Linked DNA regions of Sus scrofa: region 2 is linked to region 1. Evidence: chromatin contacts called from public HiChIP or PLAC-seq data. All regions are on one chromosome and are shown on one strand. The core of a region is the stretch at or near the end of the contact, and the rest is flanking DNA. Distances in the headings are between cores, read along the strand shown. Region 1 overlaps UHRF1 (E3 ubiquitin-protein ligase UHRF1). Region 2 has its middle 4.3 kb from the start of TICAM1.

Region 1 (4,853 bases), core at 1,638-4,137:
GAGGGTGACTCAAACCAATGCCCACAGCACTGGCAGGTGGGTCAGGGGAGTCCTGACCTGAGTGAACAAAGGGCACGTGCCCCCTGACATCCACCAGGTTCCTTGTGAGACTTTAGCTCAAACCTTATCCACTCAGGCCACCTCTCTTTTTTTTTTTTTCCCTCTTTTTGCCTTTTCTAGGGCTGCTCCCGTGGCATATGGAGGTTCCCAGGCTAGGGGTCCAATTGGAACTGTAGCCGCCAGCCTAGGCCAGAGCCACAGCAACGCGGGATCCGAGCTGCATCTGCAACCTACACCACAACTCACAGCAACTCGGGATCCTTAACCCACTGAGCAAGGGCAGGGATCGAACCTGCAACCTCATGGTTCCTAGTCGGATTCGTTAACCACTGAGTCACGACGGGAGCTCCAGGCCACCTCTCTATTAACTCCTCTATCCTAATCCCACCCACACTGTCCTCGCTGACGGGGAGCCCCCCAGGGCACACCGCCAACACCCAACAGGGACCCTCATTTTACACATTTTGCTGGATCCAGATGACCCTAAGGTAGGCTCTACCGCAGCACCGCAGACAGCTGGGGCTCACTCTCCGATGGGGGCAGGGCTTTACGGACAGCACAGGGGGCATCCCTGGCCGTACCCTCTGGATGCTGGGAGCATCCCTAGTCATGACAACCGCCAATGGTCACCCAGTGTCCCCTGCGGGCAGAACCACCGGGTTCAGAAGCACTGCCCTAAAGGAAGGAAGAAAAATACACCAAATATCAACTTTCCCTCCCTCCCAATTTTTAACCCAAAGCTGATGATTCAAAGGGCTAACTGCCATTAACATGCAAACAGCACCTGGGGTCACAATGAAGGCTAGCCCCAGGGCACAGTGTTAACCTTTATTCATTGCAAACCTGAGAATCTGAGGGCTGACCGCCTCTCTCCCTGAGAAACACACATCTGAAGACATCAACAGTGGTCTGTAGCTGCAGGGGCCACAAGGGCCCTCCGAAACCCACCCTGGAGGTCTGACCCACGCCACCGGTTCACCCAGAGCCCAGCAATAGCCCCAATTTCCCCAGCACTGCCAGGGCCCACAGGGGACCAGGGAGAGGTGACCCACGTGGTCACAGTGGCATGAGCACAGGAGCCCAAGGGTGGAGCAACTCAGGGTCCACTGATGGATGAATGGATCAACACGGTGTCGTCATCCTCACGCTGGACGTTACTCATCCTTAAAAAGGAGAGAAGCACCAACACTCGCTACTGTGTGGATGGACCTTGATAACACGACGCTCAGTGAGAGAAGCAGGCACAGAAGAACACTGTGTGATTCCAATACAGAAGGTCCCGAGGGAGCCATAGCCACAGAGACAGAAAGTGGATTCGTGGTAGCCACGGGCTGGGGAGGGGATGGGGGAAGGGAAATGACTGAAAAAAGGTGCAGGGTTTCCTTTGGAGGTGATGAAAATGTCCCCAAGTTGACTGTGGTGATGGTTGCAAATCTCCATCAACATACCCGAAAACCAGTGAACTGCAGACTTTAAATGGGCTGATTGCATGGTATGTGCATTATATCTCAATGAAGGTTTTTTTTGTTTTTGTTTTAAAGAAGCCAATAGAAAAGGATCAGTAGTTGCCATTCAGGGATTAGAGGGAGGGAGGGATGAAGAGGTGGATCACAGAGGACTTTTAGGGCAGTGACACTATTCTGCGGGCTACTATAAAGGGGACACGTGTCACTATACATATGGACTCTGGGTGTTAATGTCAGTGCAAGTTTATCACTTGTACCAAATCCACCACGTGGTGAGAGACAGGTGTGCGGGGGTGGGGAGGGGGTACCGATGGGGGACAGGGGGTACATGTGAAATCTCTCTCTGTACCTTCCTCTTAGTTTTGCTGTGAACCTACAACTGCTCTAAAAAATAATTAATAAAAAAAAAAAAAGTGGAGAAAGACACGTGTTCCCAGCAGCACGATGACAAAGAAACCAGCGGAGGGCAAGCCAAATGTCATTAAAAAGGATAAGCAAGACACCAGCACCTGGTACCCAGCATCCCCACGGTTAGGCAGACACCCCTCAGCCCTGCAAACATCTGGGCAGTCTTTCTCTGTAGGAGGCCAGCCCGCACACTGCAGGGTCCTGCCCACGCCCCCCCCAACCCCAGTCATGACAACCACAGATGTTCTCAGACACTGCCCAGTATCTCCAGTACGTCCAAATCATCCCCAGGGACCCTCTGGAGAGTACCCGAAGTACAGGGACCCCTGCGCTCACAGTAGGCTCACAGACACATCATTCACAAGCAAGACTGTGTGTCTCTGCCAAGACATATCACACCACTGTGCGTGACAGTTAAAGGCAGAAATGTAGATGTGTCTCCCACACATGGCAAGGGAAGCGGAACGACTTCAGAGGATGGGAAATAAACCAAGTGGAGGGGAGAGGGGACAGGGGGAGGCAGCGGGAGGGGTGGCCAGGGAGCACATGGTGGGACTTCTGTTATACAAAGAGTGCTGGGGGAGGGTGTTGCTGAGCGTCAGAGATAAGGGAGGGAGCAGAATGCACCAAAACAGCAGCTTGTGGGGAGGGTGTGTGTGTAGGCTGCAGGAAAGGAATGGGCTGAGGGCTGTGTCTGAAGGCAATAGGAAGAATCCTGATGGAGCCAGGCAGTGCACCCACTCAGCTCCTTCCTCCTGGCATTTTCTACCCAAGAGGCTGTGCCTGAATGAGCCCCTCACGTCTGTGCGGGGCTGGGAAGCCGGGCTTCCCTTCTGGGCACACTGGACAGAGGTGCAGGCAGAGCCAGCTGGGCACAGGAGGGGGTGAGCATGCTGAGCCAGGCTGGCCTGGGGCTCCACCTCCAGGACGGAATGCATAAGCTGGTCTGACTGCTTCCTGAGGCCACTTGTGGAACGTTCTAGAAGGGCCCCACAGAGGGCAGGAAGGAGCTTGCACAACCACTTACTACAGCGAGAGGGTGGGTGTCCCGGGTGCCCCTGTCTTGACCCTGCTTGCCCAAAGCTGGGCACAGACTGCCAGGAAGTGAAGGGCAGAGGGCTGGGTCCAGCGAGGGGACAGGCCATGGCCGCATTCCTTCTAAGATCTGAAAATTCCAACTGGTGCCTAAAAAAGCTAGATATAGTGAGTGACAGGCGAGCTGCACCTTACTTAGAGGCTCTTTTGTTAAAATTAAACCTCACAGTTAAAATCCTGTATAACCAAAATTCCCAGGGAATATCCCTTAAACTGCCTGTAGTCAAACCCGCACCCAGGGTTTGGGGCCGAGGATCCTGCAGGGCAGCTTCAGGTGTAAAGGCAAAACCGCCCGCGGCATTTAGATCACACCTCCTCTCATCCGACTGCGCTTCCTGGACACTTGGCATTCTGGGCCATGCGGGTGTGTGAAGTGAAATAAACACACAGACCGTGTGACAAGTGCCCTTTCCCTTTGGAAGCTTGGAATCAAAGCTCTCCAGCCAACAGTCCCTGCCCACTTTCTGTCCCCTCAGGGAAACTGGGGGAGGGGGGTGACTTTTCAGGTGCTGAGTGCTGCCCAAAGACAAAAGGAAAGAAATGCCACCGGGCTGGGTTGGGAGTGGGTCTCCGGGTGGCTTAGAGGCAGTAATTTTTGGGGAAAGGTGGAGGGGCTGTAAGGCAGATAGCAGGGCCCCGAGGAGGGCAGGGCATCTGTGAGAGCCTGAACAGTAAGCAAGTGAGACACTGAGGGTGCAGCCCCAGCCCCTGCCTTCCTGTCAAGGCCACCACAGCAACTTGAGGTGCAGGCCAGACAGATGAGAGGAGAGGGAAGAAAAGACACCAAGCAGGACCCAGCCCTGGTGGAGGGACAGAGGGGCAAGCATAGCGCACAGCATCTCAAGCACAGGCACGACTCTCTCTTCATGTCCCCTCCCCAACAGATAGGATTGGTCCCAACAAGTGAATTTTGCCCTTTGACCCCACTGGGCCACAGCTGGAGGGGCATTTGGGGAGGGTCTGTGAGGCTCAGGCTACTGTGTGGTGACATCGTGATGCCACTGGCCCTTTTCAGACTATCACAGTCTGGCGGGGTAAAGAGCCTGCCCCTCAGGAAATGTACATGCATGTTTTCTCGAGCTGTCAACTTTTCTAGGCTTCCAATTGCTACCACAACAAAAATAAGACATGATCCACGGGCACAAATGCTCTTTGGCATCCCCCTTCACTTTGGAGAGTGGAAAGGGGTCCGAGAACAGTGTGAGCACCCGTGCCCTGGGGACACCCGCAATACCAGGGCCTGGGGACACGGTCCGGTGCATCCCAGGGCAGCCAGACTAACCTGAAGGGACGACCCAGACCTGCCACCCAGGATGAGGCTTGGGTGTAACTATCACACTCCAGCCAGCAGGACACTTCTGGCCTCCCCTTTGGCAAATAATTTTTTTTTTTCTTTTTAGGGCTGCACCCACGGCATATGGAGGTTCCCAGGCTAGGGGTTGAATTGGAGCTACAGCTTCCAGCCTACACTGAAGCCACAGCAACGTCACATCTGCGACCTACACCACAGCTCACGGCAACACTGGATCCTTAGCCCACTGAGAGAGGCCAGGGATCAAACCCGCAACCCCATGGATCCTAGTCAGGTTCGTTAACCACTGAGCCACGAAGGGAACTTCCTTGCAAATGAATTTTACTAAGACTCACTGTCAGGACATGCCTGGGCTTTCCAGGGCAGAAGTAAGCGGAGAGACCCCACAGCCCACCGCTGGTCACCTCAGGCTCCTTAACAGAAAGGGTTTGCTAGTCCTTGTCCTAAAGGGTGTGCTTCCAGCCCTCCAGGGGAGAAGGAAGGAAAGGAACCTCCTTCACACAGCCTGAAGG
Region 2 (4,967 bases), core at 78-2,577, 74 kb after region 1:
AGATTTTTTTCCCCCAGGACCCCACTTGTGGCATATGGAGGTTCCCAGGCTAGGGGTCTAATCAGAGCTGTAGCTGCCAGCCTACGCCAGAGCCACAGCAACGCCGGATCTGAGCCTCATCTGCAACTTACACCACAGCTCATGGCAACACCAGATCCTTAACCCACTGAGCGAGGCCAGGGATCGAACCCGCAACCTTATGTTTCCTAGTTGGATTCGTTAACCACCAGGCCACGAGGGGAACTCCAAAAAAAATTTCTTTTTTATTAGAGTATAGTTGATTTACAATGTTGTACCAATTTCAGTCTTAAAAGTTCCCATCACAAGAAACAAAAAATCTGTGGCTATGAGAGGTGATGGATGCTAACTAGACTTACTGTGATCATTTCACAATATATACATATATCAAGTTATTATGTTGTACACTTAAAATGAACACTATGTTGTATGTCAATTACATCTCAAAAAAGAAGATTAAACATTTGAAGGAAATGGTAAGAAAAAGAAGGTGCAGTTACAAATTCAAAATGAGATGCCACAGGAGTTCCCTGCTGGCATAGCATTTAAGGATCCAGCGTTGTCACTGCTGTGGCTTGGGTCACTGCTGTGGTGCAGGTTCGGTCCACGGCTTAGGAACTTCTGCAGGCTGCTGGTGTGGGAAAAAAAGCTAGATGCTACAGAAAACCTGCCTCTGGACACTTAGTAATGAGTATTTGCTGTGTATCAGGCACTGTGATTTAGACTTAAAGTCTGCAAACCATGGCCTGAGGGCCAAATACCATCCAAGGACTTTTTGTTTGTTGGCATGGCTCATGAGCTAAGAACACATTTTGTGTATTTCTTATTCTTTTTGAGCCCCAGCATGCAGCAGCTTGATGTGGGATTTCAGTTCCCAGACTAGGGATGGAATCCAGGCCACAGCAGTGAAAACACTAGACCATCAAGGAACTCTCCACCAGCTTACTTTTTTTTTCCGGTTGTGTCAGGGATCAAACCAGAGCCGTGGCAGTGACAACACAGCATCCTTAACCACTAGGCCACCAGGGAACTCCACACACTGATTCTCTTTTGATGACGTTTCCAAATCAAAATGAAACTATGAGGACAGAAACCAGAAGAGAGGTTGCCTGGTGGGTAGGGACAGAGAAGGGACCCTCGGGGAATCTGGGGGCTGGAAATGACCTCTATACATCGAGATGGCTACAGGGAGTGTGTCCATATGCAAAAACCCACTGAGCTGTCCAGTGAAGCTTTAGTAGACTTTGGTGCCCATGAATGACACTTCAGCGTAAATCAAGAAAGAGAAAGTAACACGCGGTCAATGAGGGAGGAAATGGGCCTTTTTGTTCACTTCCAGCCGGGGGATGGGAGTGAAAATAGCCACACTATTTTGGACAGCAATCCGTCAGTGTTTAGTAAGAGTGAGAATGTGTCTTCTCCACGTCTGAGAAGTCCCAGAAGTTCCCTTTCTCCGAAGCCACCCTTGAGAAATGCTGTCAACCAAGTCACTGAATCCTTTTATCAAGCCCAAGAAGCAGATTACAAGGGAGGGAAATTGAGGCCCGCCTCAGCCGGCTCACTTGTCATCCCACCTCATGGCTGATAAGTGTCAGAGTAAGGAAAGGATCTGAACCCAGCACTGAGGCTCTCCCTTCCCCCGAACTGTGTTCATAACCACCTCCCTAGAATGTGTCGATGCCTGCTTGGGGGGAAGAGTGGCAGCAACCAGTGTACCCAGTGATAGTGGACTCAGCAACTGTAATACAGCCACGCTTAGTGAGACCATAACACACTTAAAAAGGAACAAGGTTGGGGGTTCCCTGGTGGCCCAGTGGTTAAAGATCTAGGTTGTCACTGTTGTGGCTCTATGACCGCTACAACTCGGATTTGATTCCTGGCCCAGGAACTTCTGCATGCCTCAGGCACGGCCACCAAACAAGCCAAAGAGCAAGGTTAGGCTATATTTATTGGCTTGGAAAAATATTGGAGACATCGTCAACAGAATAAAGCTAAATATAGAAACTATCTGTGGGAGTTCCCGTCGTGGCGCAGTGGTTAACGAATCCGACTAGGAACCATGAGGTTGTGGGTTCGATCCCTGGCCTTGCTCAGTGGGTTAACGATCCGGCGTTGCCGTGAGCTGTGGTGTAGGTTGCAGACGCGGCTCGGATCCTGCGTTGCTGTGGCTCTGGCGTAGGCCGGTGGCTACAGCTCCGATTCAACCCCTAGCCTGGGAACCTCCATACGCCGAGGGAGCGGCCCAAGAAATAGCAACAACAACAACAAAAAGACAAAAAGACAAAAAAAAAAAAAAAGAAAGAAACTATCTGTCTGGGGTCAGCAAACTGTGGCCACTGTCTAGCCTGCCACTTGGTTTTGTAAATTGAGGAGTTCCCGTCATGGCTCAGTGGTTAACGAATCCGACTAGGAACCATGAGGTTGTGGGTTCAATCCCTGGCCTTGCTCAGTGGGTTAAGGATCTGGCATTGCTGTGGCTGTGGTGTAGGCTGGCAGCTACAGCTCCGATTAGACCCCTAGGCTGGGAACCTCCATATGCCAAGGGTGCAGCCCTAGAAAAGACAAAAAGACAAAAAAAAAAAAAAAAAAAAAGACACTGATAAAAACAGTTTTATGGACAGTGCCACGCCCATTTATTGACATCACCTGTGGCTGCTTTGGGACTATAAAGGCAGTGTCAGGTGATTGTAATAAAGATACTACGGCCCATAAGATCAGCAATATTTACTCTCCGGTCCTTTGCAGAAAAAAAATTTGCTGACTTCTGGCCAGTCTGCATAAAAAGCAAAGCCAGACCAAAGAATACGAAAGACGACTTTCAGGGAAATGTATCCATGTGTGAAAAGCAGAAAAGAGAGTGAATGGGCTCCCAAGTGAGAGCAGGAAGGAGAGAAATTGGACAGGAATGTGGACCTCAACTGGAACTTTTATTTCTTTAATTGAAGAAGGGAGATGCACAACTACACCTGTCTGCAGGTGGTCAAATGTATCCATCTGTAGCCCCTGGTTTCCCCTGGAAGCCAGGATGCTCCAGCCCTCATACCTTCTCTGAGCCTCAGTGTTCTCACCTATAAAACAGGCATGTTCAAACTTACCTGGAAGGGTTGTTTTAAGATATGGATCAGGGAGTTCCCTGGTGGCTCAGTGGGTTAAGGATCCAGCATAGTCACTGCTGTGACTCGGGGTTGATCCCTGGCCTGGGAACTTGCACATGCCATGGGAGCAGCTATAAAAAAGACAAGGATCAGAGGGCCACCAAGATGTGTTTGGCATGGGGACACGCATGTAATGGACATTCCAAAATTGGTGATGAGGGGAGAGGCATGGGAAGGTGGGTTTAAAGCCCTCTCCCTCTCCAGCTCCAAAGGCATCACCACTTCTTTCTCTCCCCTACCCCAACCCCGATACATCCCCAGAACCTAGCCATGCCTGCCTGGCATACAGTAAGCATTCAATAAAGTCTCTCCCTTGCAGGAGACAGGCACTAAGTGAGGCCCTGTGGTAGGGCTGGGGAGGGCGGGAGCATTTTGCATCCAGATAACTTCTATTTGCATTTTCCTCCCAAGAAACTTTGAACTTTGAACTGGAATCCAGGCACCCAGTGATAAAATTCAGGGTGTCCAATGAACGGATGGGGAAAAAACCCTCCTATCTTTGTTTTCTCTGGCTCTGACCTATAGTTCCCATTTTCTCAATTCTGAACTGAGGGGATGAGAAATCGCTGTGATTAATAGCCCTTGTTAGCTTATTTGGTGAGACACACAGAGAAAGAACCCTAAGCTATGTTTGTTTTGGTATAGTGCTATTTCAAGTCTTTTTTTTTTTTTTGGTCTTTTTGCCTTTTCTAGGGCCGCACCCAAGGCACATGGAGGTTCCCAGGCTAGGGGTCTAATTGGAGCTGTAGCCACTGTCCTACGCCAGAGCCACAGCAACGCCAGATCCGAGCCGCATCTGTGAACTACACCACAGCTCAGGGCAATGCCGGATCCTTAACCCACTGAGCAAGGCCAGGGATTGAACCTGCAACCTCATGGTTCCTAGTCGGATTGTTTTTTTGTTTTTGTTTTTGTTTTGTTTTGTTTTGTCTTTTGTCTTTTTGCCATTTCTTGGGCCGCTCCCTCGGCTTATGGAGGTTCTCAGGCTAGAGGTCTAATCAGAGCTATAGCTGCCGGCCTACACCAGAGCCACAGCAATGCCAGATCCTTAACCCACTGAGCAAGGCCAGGGATTGAACCCACAACTTCATGGTTCCTAGTCGGATTCGTTAACCACTGCACCACGACAGGAATTCTCCTAGTCAGATTGTTAACCACTGCGACACAACGGGAACTCTCAAGAGTCTTTTTGAAATGATTGCCTCGCCAAGGGTTTGAAAACAATGTTTTGTTGTGGTAAAATATTCTTGACATAAAACTTACTTTTTAATCATTTTTAAGAGTATAGCTTATCCAGTCTCTTGGGATAGAACATAATGGAAGAACAACTGAGAAAAAGAATATATGCATATGTGTGACTGGGTCACTTTGCGGTACGGCAGAAATTGGCATTGTAAATCAACTATAATAATTTTTTTTTTTTTAAAAAGGAGTACAGCTCAGCGGCATTTAGTACATTCATACTGTCGTGCAACCATCCCCACTATCCATCTCCATCCCTTCTTCCTAAACTGAAACTCTGTCCCCTTCCCCTCCCCCAGCCTCTGGCTCCACCATCTACTTCCTGTCTCTCTGGATCTGACTCCTCTAAGGACTTTCTATTCGAGGAATCAGTGTTTGATCTTCCATGTCTGGCTCATCTCACTGGACATAAGTTTCATGCATGTGTCAGAATTTCCTTCCTCTTTAAGGTTGAATAATATTCCATTGTGTGGGTGGACCCTGTTTTGTTTACCCATTCATCCAAGGATGGATTGCTAAGCAGTTTTTTAAAACACTTTAATAACTGTATTT

What was found. HiChIP or PLAC-seq counts read pairs in DNA pulled down with a chosen protein or histone mark.
Region 2: a contact with region 1 is called in an H3K27ac HiChIP or PLAC-seq map of alveolar macrophages. The contact joins two enhancer-like sites. A contact is called at or near these places in 1 of 5 promoter capture datasets (skeletal muscle), 15 of 47 Hi-C or Micro-C datasets (blood, embryonic fibroblasts, fetal liver and 9 more) and 2 of 2 datasets of contacts at active chromatin or transcription factors (alveolar macrophages and skeletal muscle).

The regions. Positions count from the first base shown.
Region 1 is chr2:73,921,979-73,926,831 of Sscrofa11.1, forward strand. All of the region lies in intron 2 of UHRF1 (E3 ubiquitin-protein ligase UHRF1), which reads right to left. Among named protein-coding and RNA genes, the nearest start is that of ARRDC5, 11 kb to the right of the region's middle. Within about 2 kb of position 2,888, at least 34 of the 83 cell types and tissues checked have an H3K27ac peak or open chromatin away from gene starts, as enhancers often do. A contact at or near this core is called in alveolar macrophages, liver and retroperitoneal adipose tissue, where this site is marked.
Region 2 is chr2:73,997,829-74,002,795 of Sscrofa11.1, forward strand. No RefSeq gene overlaps it. Among named protein-coding and RNA genes, the nearest start is that of TICAM1, 4.3 kb to the right of the region's middle. Within about 2 kb of position 1,328, at least 16 of the 83 cell types and tissues checked have an H3K27ac peak or open chromatin away from gene starts, as enhancers often do. A contact at or near this core is called in alveolar macrophages, liver and retroperitoneal adipose tissue, where this site is marked.